Linked DNA regions of Mus musculus: all the other regions are linked to region 2. A link is a contact called in public HiCAR-type and promoter capture Hi-C data. All regions are on one chromosome and are shown on one strand. Each heading gives the region's core, a stretch centred on a gene start, on an enhancer-like site or on the middle of the called end of the contact. The rest is flanking DNA. Distances are from core to core; before and after follow the strand shown. Region 1 holds the start of Prlh (prolactin releasing hormone). Region 2 holds the start of Ackr3 (atypical chemokine receptor 3). Region 3 holds the start of 4933400F21Rik (RIKEN cDNA 4933400F21 gene).

What was found. Promoter capture Hi-C pulls out the DNA fragments that hold promoters and counts their contacts. HiCAR-type assays count read pairs that join an accessible place to other places.
Region 1: a HiCAR-type map of fibro-adipogenic progenitors shows a contact between it and region 2, with 7 times the contacts expected there. The contact joins the promoter of Prlh here to the promoter of Ackr3 in region 2. A contact is called at or near these places in 9 of 39 promoter capture datasets (the 3T3-L1 cell line, 3T3-L1-derived adipocytes, the SN4741 cell line and 5 more), 12 of 484 Hi-C or Micro-C datasets (adipose-derived mesenchymal stem cells, cerebellum, cerebral cortex and 7 more), 6 of 115 datasets of contacts at active chromatin or transcription factors (the NIH/3T3 cell line, embryonic limb bud, extraembryonic endoderm stem cells and 3 more) and 1 of 9 other capture datasets (embryonic stem cells).
Region 3: a promoter capture Hi-C map of stem cell-derived epiblast-like cells shows a contact between it and region 2, with 4 times the contacts expected there. The contact joins the promoter of 4933400F21Rik here to the promoter of Ackr3 in region 2. A contact is called at or near these places in 3 of 39 promoter capture datasets (the 3T3-L1 cell line, hippocampal neurons and stem cell-derived epiblast-like cells) and 1 of 115 datasets of contacts at active chromatin or transcription factors (embryonic hindbrain).

The regions. Positions count from the first base shown.
Region 1 is chr1:90,950,517-90,954,985 of GRCm38.p6, forward strand. Prlh (prolactin releasing hormone) reads left to right here and starts at 2,592. Exons shown (of 2, transcript NM_001101647.1): 1 at 2,592-2,688; 2 at 3,333-3,496. The coding sequence starts at 2,592. The coding sequence ends at 3,496. It overlaps Mlph (melanophilin), which reads left to right. Exons shown (of 16, transcript NM_053015.3): 16 at 1-626.
Region 2 is chr1:90,201,319-90,205,761 of GRCm38.p6, forward strand. It overlaps Ackr3 (atypical chemokine receptor 3), which reads left to right and starts at 2,662. Exons shown (of 2, transcript NM_007722.4): 1 at 2,662-2,769.
Region 3 is chr1:89,681,401-89,685,602 of GRCm38.p6, forward strand. 4933400F21Rik (RIKEN cDNA 4933400F21 gene) reads right to left here and starts at 2,492. Exons shown (of 4, transcript NR_015540.1): 1 at 2,287-2,492. All of the region lies in intron 9 of Agap1 (ArfGAP with GTPase domain, ankyrin repeat and PH domain 1), which reads left to right.

The sequences.
Region 1 (4,469 bases), core at 1,342-3,841, 750 kb after region 2:
AATGTTCTATTGCACCTCAATGATATTTCATATAACCTGTACCTATTGTCGTGGTGATGACGGGGTGAGTTAAATGGCAGAACGTTGAACAGTCCTTTCACCAGCACAGACCTGCAGATACTTCAACACTTCCAGAATATATGCTGGTGAAAGAATGAGGCTCAGCACCTCTAAGCGGGCTCAGGAGTCTTCCCAGAAGGCACACCCCGAAAGGCAAACACTGACCTTTCCAGGTGATCTGAGCTCTTCTATCTATTTTTGTGTGCACTAATTCTTTCTCATTACATGTAAATTACCTTTCCAGCATAATAGACTTCCTTTTTTAAAAGATTTTTTTGCCTGCGTGTATGGGGTGAGGTGTGTACACATCTATGAGGGGACGCTGTGCACTTGTGCATAGAGACCAGAGATTAATGTGGTGTCTTCCTCAGTCATGTCTCCATTTCCTGTTTTTGAGACACTGATCTTGGAGGTTGTCAATTTGGCTAAGCTGACTGGCCAGTGAGCATCAGGGGTCTTCCACACCTCTGCTCTCTCTACCTTAGCACTGGGGTTATAAACCGGCGCTGCCATGTTCTGCCTTTAAACCTACCTTACAATAAAAGTAACACTCTGTTTCGTTTTCATTTTTTTATTGTTTTGCTTTATTGAGGCAGCCTGGTTTTGAACTCATAGCCATCCTCCTGCTTCACTTCCCAGAGAGCTGGGGTTACAGTCATGTACCACAATGCCAGGCTTCTGATTGTATTGTATCAATAAACTTGGTGTGTTCTCAGCCATAGACTCAGGATGAACCAGAGAAAATGTGTCTAGAGACCGTGCATGTGGATAAGCAAGCTGAGGGGACAACCAGAGTAGGAGGTACCCACCTGGGTTCAAGGGACTTCCTGGCCACAATTCCAGGAAGTCATGGCTCAGGTGGGACAAGTATTCAGAAGAGGCCATATTCTAGTTCACATTGAGAGGACGGGTGGACACGTCACTGTGGAGTCTGCCCAAAGGAGAGCGTGAAGAGGGGGCAGGGGGGGTGTTAATGTGTTTTAAAGCCACTTGGCCCAAATGAAATTATATAATTCAGGAAGGAACAAACCACGTCAGTGATGAGAGGTTTGGGTTTTTTTTTTTTTTAAGAAGGTAAAAAAAGAAAGGAAAGGAAAAAAAAGACGGAGTGTCTTGATGAGATGATGAGAGAAGAGACGTAGTGGAAACTGCAGGCTATAAGCAAAGACGCCATCTCAAGGAGGGGTCTGGGGGCGTCCTTTGCCTCCTTGTTGGCCTATAAAAGATAAGCAGGCAGGCAGACCTCACCTCACGCCCAGGCAGCCTTATCGCCACACTCAAGGGACAGAGAGAGGGTGAGTAACTTGGCAGTGCTGGAGAGGGCTGGGTGTTGCTGTGACTTCCAGCTTCTCCACAAGTGTTTTCTCTGCCAGGCTTACTGGGCAGCCAAGTGCGGGCACCAAGCAGGACAAGCAGAGAGAACTACCTGTGGTCTGTGGTCTAGGACCACACACCATTCTGGGGTCTCTGACACTCAAGGGCTGTCCATGATGGAGGGCAGGTGAAGGTGGCCCTCAGTGGGACACCTCAAGCAAAGCCCAGAAGGCACCCTCCAGAAAGGCTCAGAACTCAGGATCAGTTAGCATTCTCAGTCCCCATCACCCAGCCTGAGTGGGTGCAGTCTTTACAATGATTCATGGTGGCTCCTCCATTCCTCTAGTTAGGGTTCCCCTTCACTGTGTGGGACATCCCAGGAGGAGGAGGAGGAGAGGGTGGGCATTTAAAGAGCTCTGATGGACAGCGCTGTGTGGACAAGGAGAAGCTGGAGCGTCAAAGTCAGCTGGGGGGGGGTCTTCCTTGAGCATCTTCTAATAGGACCTGAAATGTCAGGGGTAGGAAGAAAAGGGTCCCCTGCAGGAAGTATCACAGGTGGATGCTATGTGGTAGGTCAGAACACTCCATCAGCAGGGTACCAGTTCCCATACACAGTGGCGGCAGCCTTCCCATGTCATTCAGGGGGACTCTGTGAGGAGAGGCCCATTCTGGAGTCTCAGCAAACTGAGTCTAAAGTCCTGGGTTATTGTAGAGGCTGTGAGGTGTGAGCTCTCTGGGGATGTGGGATGCTAAGTGTCCTCCATTGCCTGCCTGGCTCTCAGTGTCAGGAGATCCCAGACAAAGTGTGAGGAAAGCCTGGGCACTGAGGTTCCAATATGTTCCAACTCCTAGCTACCTCTGAGGTTGGGCAAATTGTTCTCCACCTCTGCTGACCACAAGGCTGCCCATAAATCTGCTTCCCACCAAGGCCTGGGTGTCTACCTCCCAGCTCTTGACACAGATGGACAGACAGACCCAAGGATGTCCCAAGACAGCCACCTGTGCACAGCTCACACCTCTCCCCTGATAATTGTAGCTATGTGCACTAAACATATGCATTTGCACACCTCATAGGCACGGACACGCACCACACACACACGTACATCTGTACAAACAACCTAGGGTCCCTCCTGGCTTTGTGCATACAACGTACTCTGCATCTCTACCCCCAGGCTTCAGGATCCAATCTCCAGGGCATCATCCAGGAAGCCGGAAGCATGGCACCGAGGACCTGGCTTCTGTGCTTGCTGCTGCTAGGCTTAGTCCTCCCAGGAGCTTCCAGCCGAGCCCACCAGCACTCCATGGAGACCCGCAGTGAGTGCCTGGCATATGGAGGACAGCCACTGTCACCTCCCATCCATATGCTTCCCAAATGCCTTGAGTACCCAGCCCCTGAATGGGAGGTTAGCCATCTCCTAAGCCAGTGGTTTCCAACCTTCCTAATACAGAACTTTTAATACAGATCCTTATGTTGTGGTGACCCCCAGCCAGAAAATTATTGTGATGCTGTTTTCATAGTTGTAAGTTTTGCTACTGTTATGGATCATAATGTTAATATCTGAAATGCAGGATGTCTGATATGCGCCCTTCCCCCCAAACAAAAGGGACACAACCCACAGGTTGAGAGCCTCTGGGATCTAAGCAAAAGCTACCTTACCATGCAGTCAGTTGGGAGATTGGTCCTGTTAAGATCTCCCCAGAATGGTCCTGTTTCCTGTCCTCATCATTCCCCTAACCCATCTTTGTGGGGTCCCTTAAGACTTTGGAGGATGACAGTCAGACAGGAAGAGAATACTGATCCTGGCATATGTCTAAATAAATTCCCTAAAGCCACACCACTGCCCAGATATGCCCAGCCAGTGTAATCAGGGTGGGTGCCAACATGGCCTGGTGCCCAGGTTTCCATCAGCTTAGGGGCTCCCGTGTCCCATACGCTGCTCTGACTCTTTCCTTTCCAGCCCCTGACATCAATCCTGCCTGGTACACGGGTCGTGGGATCAGGCCTGTGGGCCGCTTCGGGAGGAGGAGGGCAGCCCTGAGGGATGTCACCGGACCTGGCCTGCGGTGCCGGCTAAGCTGCTTCCCACTGGATGGAAGTGCCAAGTTCTCTCACAGCTCATGAAGACAGTGATGCTGAGCCCAAGCCCACCCTCCCTGTCCCCCCGCAGAGCCTCCTCCACCCTCCCTTTCCGGTTTTCCCTCTGATCTAATAAAAGTGCTGGCTTTGTTTATTGTACACTTGTAACTATGTGGTAACAAACCGGAAGGTGCTTTCTCTCTGGGGAGGGTAACCATGAAAGAAGCTCAGAACCCAGTAACCTCTTTGGAAAGAAGAGGCTCCCACCTGCCCCCAATAGAACAACTGAGATCGCTCATTACCAGGCCCCACAGAGGTTGTCCTGGTCCCTTAAGACCCTGCAGTGGGGGAAGGGAATGTTGATTCAGTGTTCCTATAAATTCCTGTTCCCCAAAACCACATCACTGCCCAGAAATGGGGTGCCCTTTTCTTGGTCACTTGTTCCCACAAGCTTCCACCTACACAAGGTACCCTGAACACATGCTCAGCTTGCATACTGCATAAAGCCAGGGTAACCACACACTACACTATGTAAGATACTTGGTCCCAGAGAAAAGCCACACAACGCCCCTGGCATGGCTCACGTCCTTCTCTTGGCATTTTTTGGTTTGTTTTTTTTTTTTGTTTTTGTTTTTGTTTTTTTGTTTTTTTGTTTTGTTTTGTTTTGTTTTTGTTTTTTTGTTTTTTTTTTGTTTTTTTGGTTTTTCGAGACAGGGTTTCTCTGTAAAGCCCTGGCTGTCCTGGAACTCACTTTGTAGACCAGGCTGGCCTTGAACTCAGAAATCCGCCTGCCTCTGCTTCCCAAGTGCTGGGATTAAAGGCATGCGCCACCACGCCCGGCAGCATTTTTAAGATTAACATTTAGAGATGTTTAGGGGTTTGCTGCAAAAATTAGATGCTATCAAAGTGTTGTTCCTAGCACCCAGAACAGAGAACATTCATTACAGCCTATGAAGCCACCAAGTGTCATCGCACAGGACCTATGCTATCCATAGGTGCATGTTCGGCATTGTGTCTG
Region 2 (4,443 bases), core at 1,412-3,911:
GGAGCTGTCTGGACCATCCAGCTGGGATATCCTCTGTGGGTCAGGCACTGACCAAGTTTACCTCTAAGGAAGGGATCTGGTATTGCAGTAATTGGGGGCTGGGGGAGGGGGAGCACGTCCTGTCCAGCAGGAAGCAGTCCATTCCTGTTCTGCCTGGCCACTGGAAGATGACGCGTCTTCCTGGGTTGCAGCACAAGGACATTATAATGCTTTGTCCCCAGGCCAGCTGCTTGAAGATCTCCCGACATATTCATAGTAACTCAACATTTTCAACTATTCCACTTTTCTCTGCAGGCTGGGAGCAGGACCCAGCTTGCTACAGCCCTGTCCCTTCAAGGGTCAAAGTGTGTTGAGTGGGTGGGATTCAGGCAGGAGGTAATGGCATGCTAACACAAGAACGGATTCCAGAGGGAACTGTTGCTGAATGGGCTTCAGACCCTAGGTGTATATGGAAGGGGGTGGAGCTGACTGGGAGATACCCAGAGGCCTGTAGCACCCGAAGAGCTGAGCTCCAGGCAGCTGGGTCAGTGTACTGAATCTGTCATCTGTGTGGGTCACCAGGTGGGCTCTTGGCCAAAGGATGGAGGCATTAAATAGGACCTCATGCTGTGTCTCAGCCCAATAGGCTTAACCTTACCAAGTCAATCTTTTCTGGAGCTGGGGAACATCAATGCCTTCTTAGAAAACACTACATGCTCACCCTTGATTCATTCTCTCTCTCTCTCTCTCTCTCTCTCTCTCTCAGGGTGGGTGTGTACTTTTTTACTTTTTAAAAAATTACTTTGCATCTTCTTTCTTAGCAAGTAAGTGCATGGTCTCATCAATATGGCTCTGCTGTAGCAAGCGCATTTCCCCCTGGGAAGTCCAGTTCTCTGAGGTCCGCCTTGGTCCATGTGTCGCGGTGAGAAGCAGAGCCGGCCCCTGTTGTGGACATCCTGGGATGGCCGCACGAGGGCAGGTCTCTGCTTTGCTCCCAGGCAGTGCTGGGCTCTGGACAAAGGCAGTCAAGAACCTTCCCTGCAGAGGATTTGGCCCCGGGCCTGGGCGTGCTGCGATGCGCAGGCGCTTTGGCATCCCAAACTGGGGCGGATTGCTAATAGTGCCTCGTCTTCAGTGAATGAAAGCTAGAAGGCCTGGGGTAGTACGGCCCAGCTGGGTCCGGAGGCCCCAGACCCTTTTCTGACCCTGAGGCCTCAGAGGTCCCTGCCTGATGCTATAGGACACTCCCTGTTCTTACAGACCCTCCCTGTTGACTCAGACCTCCCTCCCCTTGGGGCCACAGACCAGTCTTTGTGGCTGTAGGACCGCCCACCTCTAGCTAGACCCAGATCCACCCTTGAGACCACAGACCACATCTCCGGGCCACAGACTCCGCCCACAGGCCTCAGGGCCTCTCCCTTGCATTGAGGTCACAGACTCCCCAGGAGGCCGTATGACCCCCCACCAGATCTCACACTACTCCTTGCAGACACACACCCCTCCCACAGCCCGGAAAGCAGGTGTGCTCCTCAGGAGCTCACTGAGCAGGATCTGCCCCGCCAGGAGTAAAGTGCAAGGCTGTTTAAACAAACCACTTCTTTTGTTAAGGTTTTTCCCTAGACCGAAGCTCTCTAGCCTACGTGAGACTCTGATCCCCAAGTTCTCGGGTTCCTGTGTTCAGCAGTCACTCTCCGGAGACTTAGAAAATAGACTCGGCAAGTGTTGGTGAAGGCAGATTTTGCGTACAGCCCGCGCCTCAACTGTGGGTGCTGTAACTGCCTTTCAGAGGCCCAGGGGGGCATGAGAGCAGAGTGACCACCAGCCCTTTGGAGGGTGGGGGGCACTTGGGGAGGCGTTACAGTGGCGCGGCTTTAAAAGTAAAGATTGGGTCATTTTGTGCTTGAGTTTTACTAAATGGGGAATTGCAAGAGACACATTTAAAAAACAAAACAGGGAATCTTAGCAATGTGCATCGCGATTAGAATGTAGATTTTGATAAAGATGAGGACTGCGATAAAAGTTGGCTAAGCTCACAATGACGACTCTACCTCACCTGCGACAAGGCCTTTTCAGTGACTGGCACTGCTCGACTCCGTGGAACACGGTCTTAATAGGGCCTTAAGGACTTTGTGTAAGAGTTCCAGCAGAATCTGGATCCAACCTAAAGGCACTTTCCCTCACTTCTGGGTGATGGCGGTACAGGGTCGATTAATCGTCCCCTTTCCAAAATGTGACTTCTGTCCAGGAGGCATCGACAAAGAAAGAGCAAGCTTGACAAACCAACATCGAAGTTCAGAAGTTCAGAGTAATTTGTCTTGGGAACAAAGTCTTCCCTGAAGCTACAGGCATTCAAAGGAACTCCCGGTGCTCATGGGATTATTAAAAGCTATACCTGAGACTGGATCAATATTCTATCATTTTGGAACGTCCTAGGACTTCTTTTGGTTTTTCTTCTGCTGACATTTCCCCCAATAGGATCTAGCCTTTGCAAAGGGAGGGATCTGAGGGCTCCCAAGAATGTGTTTGTGCAGGAAACAACAACCTAGAGAGGGTTACAGGAGGGCGTGTGCGCCTGTACAAGCCTGCATGCCTGCGCGCTGTGGTGGGAGAGGAGGGGCGGGAGGAGAGCCGAGGGTTGCAAAACTGCCACCTAGAGGCACTTTCCCGCAGTGTATATAAAAGGCAAGTCCGGAGCCCTGAGAGATCTCAGTTGCTACAAACTGCTCAGCACTGAAGGAGCCTGCAGCGCTCACCGTCAGGAAGGCAAACCACAGCCCAGGAAGCCCTGAGGTAAGTAAGAAAGCCTTGCTTCTGCGACAGCTTTGCCGAGCAACTACGGCAAGGGGCAGGACTCCTGTTCTTACGAGAACTGGGCTTTTTCTGAGAACTCTTGGATCCCTGAGCTGGGGGCTTTAGAGCCTGCAGGTCCGGATTGGAAAGCTCAAAGCACGCTGCATGCCTGCATTGCAAGCTACTGCTCCTGATTTGGGGGATCTGAGTTCAGTCATTTGTGGAGGGAAACCTCTGTGTATGTTTGTTTGCTACTGGACTCTGATTTGTTTCTGTGAGTACTTAAGTTCCAGGAAGCAGGGAAACTTTGCAGAGAATGTGGGATGCCCCATTGAGGTTGCCCAAAGCCAGCTTAGGGGTGAGCTTGGCATCACTGTTTGCCCACTCCTACTTCTGGTTATCAGATTGGCTGTAAAAACCACAAGCGCACTTCCAGAAAGGCATGTGATATGCCCAGAGGCATCCTTCAGCGGACCAGACAACTGGGCTGAGCATTCTGAGTCTAGGATGAGTTTAAACTCCGTGCTCTGGGGGGTGGGGATGGATTAATTCACAGCTCCTGAATTCTGGAAGTTGTAAATTGAATGTTAGCTCCTCTTCATCTTATCTCTTCATGGCACCCCTGCTAATCTAATTTTGAGTATTTATTGTTCTCCTAGAAAGTGTTGTCCAACTTCAATTGGGACAAAAAAAAAAAAAAGCAGACACTAAGAAATCTAGTATTTGAATTTAAATCTACTCTCCAAGTGAACTGTGAGTGTTGCTGACTTTTGTTAGGGTGCATAAAGGTTCACTGGGTGGCTGGGAGTGAGGGAGACTCTGAGGTCAGGGGATCCTGGTCAGCCAAGACTCCTGGCTGCTAGCTACTAGGAAAATGAGGCACTGTGAAAGGCAGACTGGCTGTCTCTTCCCCTTTCTCTCTCTGTCTCTCCATTCATTTGCTCACAAACAGATTAATTAATTGTTTCGATGTGAGGTAGGATCAAGCATCTTTTTAAAGGTGTCTTGGGTTAGTGGCATCCCTGAGACCCCAGTCTGTGCTGTGGCCAGTATGGAAACTTTGTTTTTCTTTGAAGGAGCAGATGCTGGCTTTGTGGTCTTTATTTAGTTCAGGAGAATGTGGAGCTCAATGGATAGGACCAGAAAGGAGGGATGGGGGTGGTTCTGTTTTTTTGTGCCTGGCTCGTTGCAGATTGTAAATGGATAAAGCCCCCAAGTCCCCGTCTTTCTCCCATCTGAATAGAAGCCTGCCCCAAATGAAATGAAAACCCTGTTTCGATCGGGAGCTGTGCACAGGCTCCAGCTTGGAAACATTTTGCTCTAATTTCCCCCAGTCTGAGCGGTGAACACTTTGTGCTGCTCTCTGCTGAGCTCAGCTGCTGCCTCCAGGAGGCAGCAGGGGCTGGAAGGATCTGTCTGGGAGCAGAGGTGTAAAAGCTGGGGAAGTCCGACTGCTTGCTAGCTGCCTGTTGGGTTCCTCCAGTTTGTTTTTAAAGGGGCATGCACAGTGCAATCACACACATATATTTTAAAGTTCCAGAAAGCTACACGGCTGCATGCTTGTGCTTAACTGAGTCAGGGCTTTGGAGGGGAGTTTATCCAGTATTATTAGCAAACCCTTAGGGAGCTAAGAAAGTATTATGATTTCTAATCAGACCCAGAGCTGGCCAAGGG
Region 3 (4,202 bases), core at 1,242-3,741, 520 kb before region 2:
CGGCAAGAATAACCACATCCAAGGCGGTTTGTCGGAGAGTGCACAGTGCTATTGGAAATGATTTCTGAGGACAGTGAGGCTTGTTTACCTACACTGAAATTGAGCATGCATAAAAGAAACACCCAGGGAAGCCTGAGCTGGCCAGGAATGGCTTGCTAGGCCCTAGGCCTAGGTCCCTTTGCCTTCCTGCCTCAAGACTCAAAGGAAAGAACATTGAGATTTAGACACATGTTGGTGCCGCTTCTGTGAAAGACAGAATTGTCCTTTAGCGAAAGACATTCTTGGCATCCTGTGGGCTGCTACACACATGGCAGAATAAGTAATATGGGAGACTCGTGGGAAAACGTGTTTTAAACTACTGAGTTGGGTATTTTACTGCCCTATGCCACCTGTGTATGTAAATATCATTATGTGTTCAGATACTATGTGTCCCAGTACTGGGGATTGAACTCAGGGCCTCGTGCCTGGTAGACAAGCTCTCTGTCATTGAGCTGCATACCTCCCCAGGCCACATGATACTTCATTTTCAGGAAAGAACAGCAGCCAGTGTTTACATTTAGCAATTTCTCTTTTAGAATAAGGCTGTGGGTAGCATTAATTAGTCCTTTATCAGTTTGACACAGCTATTCTCTTATTCAACTGGTAGATAGATCTGCACCTTGGTCAGTGTAAACAATACCAGGCAATAAATACTTAATCTGAATGCCTTTACCGTGCCAGGGACAGAGGTAGCTTGGAGGGTTAGATTCCTGTAGCACCCAGCCCTCTGATGAGAAACCCCAGGCTGCTGGAACGTTCCTCACTGACATGCGGCCTCTGGAGGTCCTACAGTATACAGCCTCTGCTACTCAGAGGTGCTAGAATTTTGTTGTCCGTCATGAAAGAAAGGGGTGCTCTTCATCTTGTGTTTAGTGTTTAGCTCCATCCTTATTGTCTGTTTCCACACACCCTTAAACGTTCTCATCACTGTTTGCCCACAGGCCTAACTATGCTGCCCTTAGCAGAAATTCCTGCGCAGTTACCTAAGTTCACCCTTTTGTTGCACCAGAGCATAAAAGGTCAGGATTTGGCCAGCATCTACCAAAGCGATGGCTTTATTATCTTACTGCCTGGTTCTGCTGGCTCCTATACATTATTAGGTCAACTGCCTTCAGTTTTCAGATAACGTAGAAGGCTCTCCACTTAATAAGAGAGTTCGGCAGGAAGTCCCACTTGGCCTTGAGGGATGCAAGAAGCAAGGGACATGTACAGCCCTGGGCTTCTGATGATCATGGCTTGCACAGCTTCCCAGTGCAGAGGAGAGGAAATGCATGGGTTTTCAGATTGGGACGACACGGTTGTAAACATGAGATGTTACAAATAGGGCTTTTGCCTTCTGTAAGCATCTCATGTTTGAAGATAATTTCTAGTATTTCCCCTGGAATTGCTAACTATTTTTTCAGGGGTTTCCGTGAATCTGGTTCTCCACCAAGACCCATCATCACGTGCATGCTGGGATTCGGGGTTTAGGCTGAAGGTCTGACACAGGAGACAAGGACTGGCAGGGCACCTCCAAGGTGATGGCTGTATATACTTGGTATTTCTCTGCATATTTCTGCACTCTAATGAGTATTTTTCCTAATACTTGTACTAATAATTTTTAATGGCTCACAATGACTAGGTGACATTTTGATACATTAATGAACCTTATCAATGACTTTTGAAAGTTCTTCATGTGTGAGGTACTTTGTCATATATTACTTTGCCGTACATGGTTCCTGAAGGGAGGAGAGGGGACATGGACATGGACTCCAGCCTACATGTGCTCTGAAATATACATGGCAAGTATCGTCCTGAATTATGTCTTGTGCCCTAAGCTCTACTTCAAGGTTTATCACAAAGGTTTATCTGCTGATGGAAGCTTCTCATGGTCCAGGAAGGTAAGCCCGGCAGGTTTCTATGTGGCAGTGAACTTTCTAGAGGGCTTACTGAGACTGCTAAACAACCTGCTGAAATGGTGCTTTTGTACAGAAAGGTGGTCTGATAGAATTATTACAGATCCTTGGAAGGAGGAAGAATGTTGGTAGTGATCTTGACCTTTAGATTCCTGTGATGGGTATTTGCTAGTTGTTCTCAGGTTTCTGGGAAATGGGTGTTTCTTGGGCACTGGCAGCGACTGAGTTCCCAGAACAGCAAAGTAGCTGACCTGTGTTGCTGACATGTTCCAGGGCCATGCCATGCCAGCCCCACCCCCGTCCCCCACCCCCACCCTTACCTCCACCCCCACCCCAACCACGGTATGCAGACCTTGAGGTCAGGAATCCAGTAGTAATCCTCCTGTCACTGGTCTATCCAGAGCTCCCAGAGCAGACCCCAGGCTTAACCTAGGACGGGGGAGTCTGTCCTCATAGCCATCTTTAAGAAGTGAAGATTGACTGCACTCTCAGAGCCACAGAGCTTGGGATTGGCAGTGCTGTAGCCCTAAAGCTTTCAGTGGGAAGCCCATGTTGTTTGTGTTCTAGAAGGTTTGCAGAAAATGCTTAGAGAGAGGTGTCCAAGGAGACAGTGCATACGCTACATTCTAAGATGGGCTTTGTCGGTGGGGGGTGTGGGGGTTTGACTTCTGCTACCTCTGGTGTTCCTAGATCCCACAGACCTGAGACACTGCTTTACAGTCTGAGACGATCAAAGGGTCCTACCCCCTTGGGACACATCTTCTAGACCCAGACCCCACCCTCAAGTCCACCTCCCCACAAGATTTTTGATTCTCAGTGTTAAGGACCACTGTGCCTTCCTGCCTGGCACAGGGGCTAATCAGAGACCAAGTCTTCTAACGTTCCTGTAGCCTTCTTTTCTACAGCCAGACTCTGGGTGGTTGGAGGTGGCGTGCCACCAGGACTTTTCCAATGACTGAAATTCTTGTTTGTTCCATGATGGGCTGCAGGCAGAGCCTGTGCTGTGGTAGTTACTGGAATCAACAGAATCAGCCCAGCTGCCCTTGTCTTGGTAGTGAGGCACGTCAGTCATTTCTGCAGATAACTGGAGCATATGCCCTCTGTTGAAGCTTGTCTTTTGCTGCCTTGAGTATGGTGGACAACAATGTCACCCCAGTCTGCAAGGGCAAATGTGTCCTCCGAATGGAGGCTCCATGGCACTTTAGTCAAGCTCAAGAATAAGAACATAGGGACTCCCTCCTATGCACTGAACTTTGATGGCAATTGTATATTGAAAATACTGTGAGTCAGAAATGCACTTAATGGCTCTAGCCCAAGGGTACACAACAGATTGGGGGTGGCTGCTGCTGTTGTGATCGTGGGTCTGATGGGGGGCTGTACTCACTGGTATCGCCCATTGTCCCAAGATACGTGAAACCTCATCCCTAGCCCAGGAAAAAATACCAAAAGCATTCAGACTAGTGATCTGGATGTGAAGGCTCTGTGACTACAATGTCTGTCACCTCATTGATGGACAGGGTCAGTTTGTCTATCTGGCCATCTAGGTGGGTGTCTCCCTGTTCCTTGCACACTGTGTGTGTTTTCTTCCCCAGACAGCATCCTTGATTGAAGAGAAAATCTTCCTCCATATTAGAAGACCCTTCTTGGACAAAGACTTACCAATAACTGTCACTCCTGCTGCAAACTCTAGGAACAAGCTCCCAAGGTGCCATTTCTATTGAGCATGCACCATGTTTATTCTAGAATAGACCTGAATGCTTTGATTTGAGCTGTTGCAGGTTGGGGGGGGGCATCTACAGGGTCCAGTGGAGGGCTATTGGGATTAAAACAGAGAAAGAACATGAAGACAGATGGATTGGGACCACTGAAGATATAGATGTGGAAGAACTTGCCTCTATATAGGAGTCCCCATGACAGTAGGTGGGCTAACCCAAAATCATCATGGCTGCCCTTGATTCTCAGTGTACTTATCAGTAAGTCTGTCATATTTAAAGGGCCACTTAAGTATTTACCGTGCTGAGGCTTTCTTTGCTCTGTGGTAATCTCCGAGAGTCTCTTGTGTTTGTCCACAGTGGCACTGTCCCTCCCCAGGTCAAAGCAAGCCTGGTGCAGGAAGGCTTTGGACTGAATGATTTGCTGTTTTCCTTCTATAACATTATTCCGTCAGCTGTCTGGTAACCCAAAAAAACTTCAGATAAAGTTTGTTCTTTCCTCGACAAACAGCAGGTTTTGGAGGAAGCCATCATGGGCTGAAGAATCCAGTGTGGG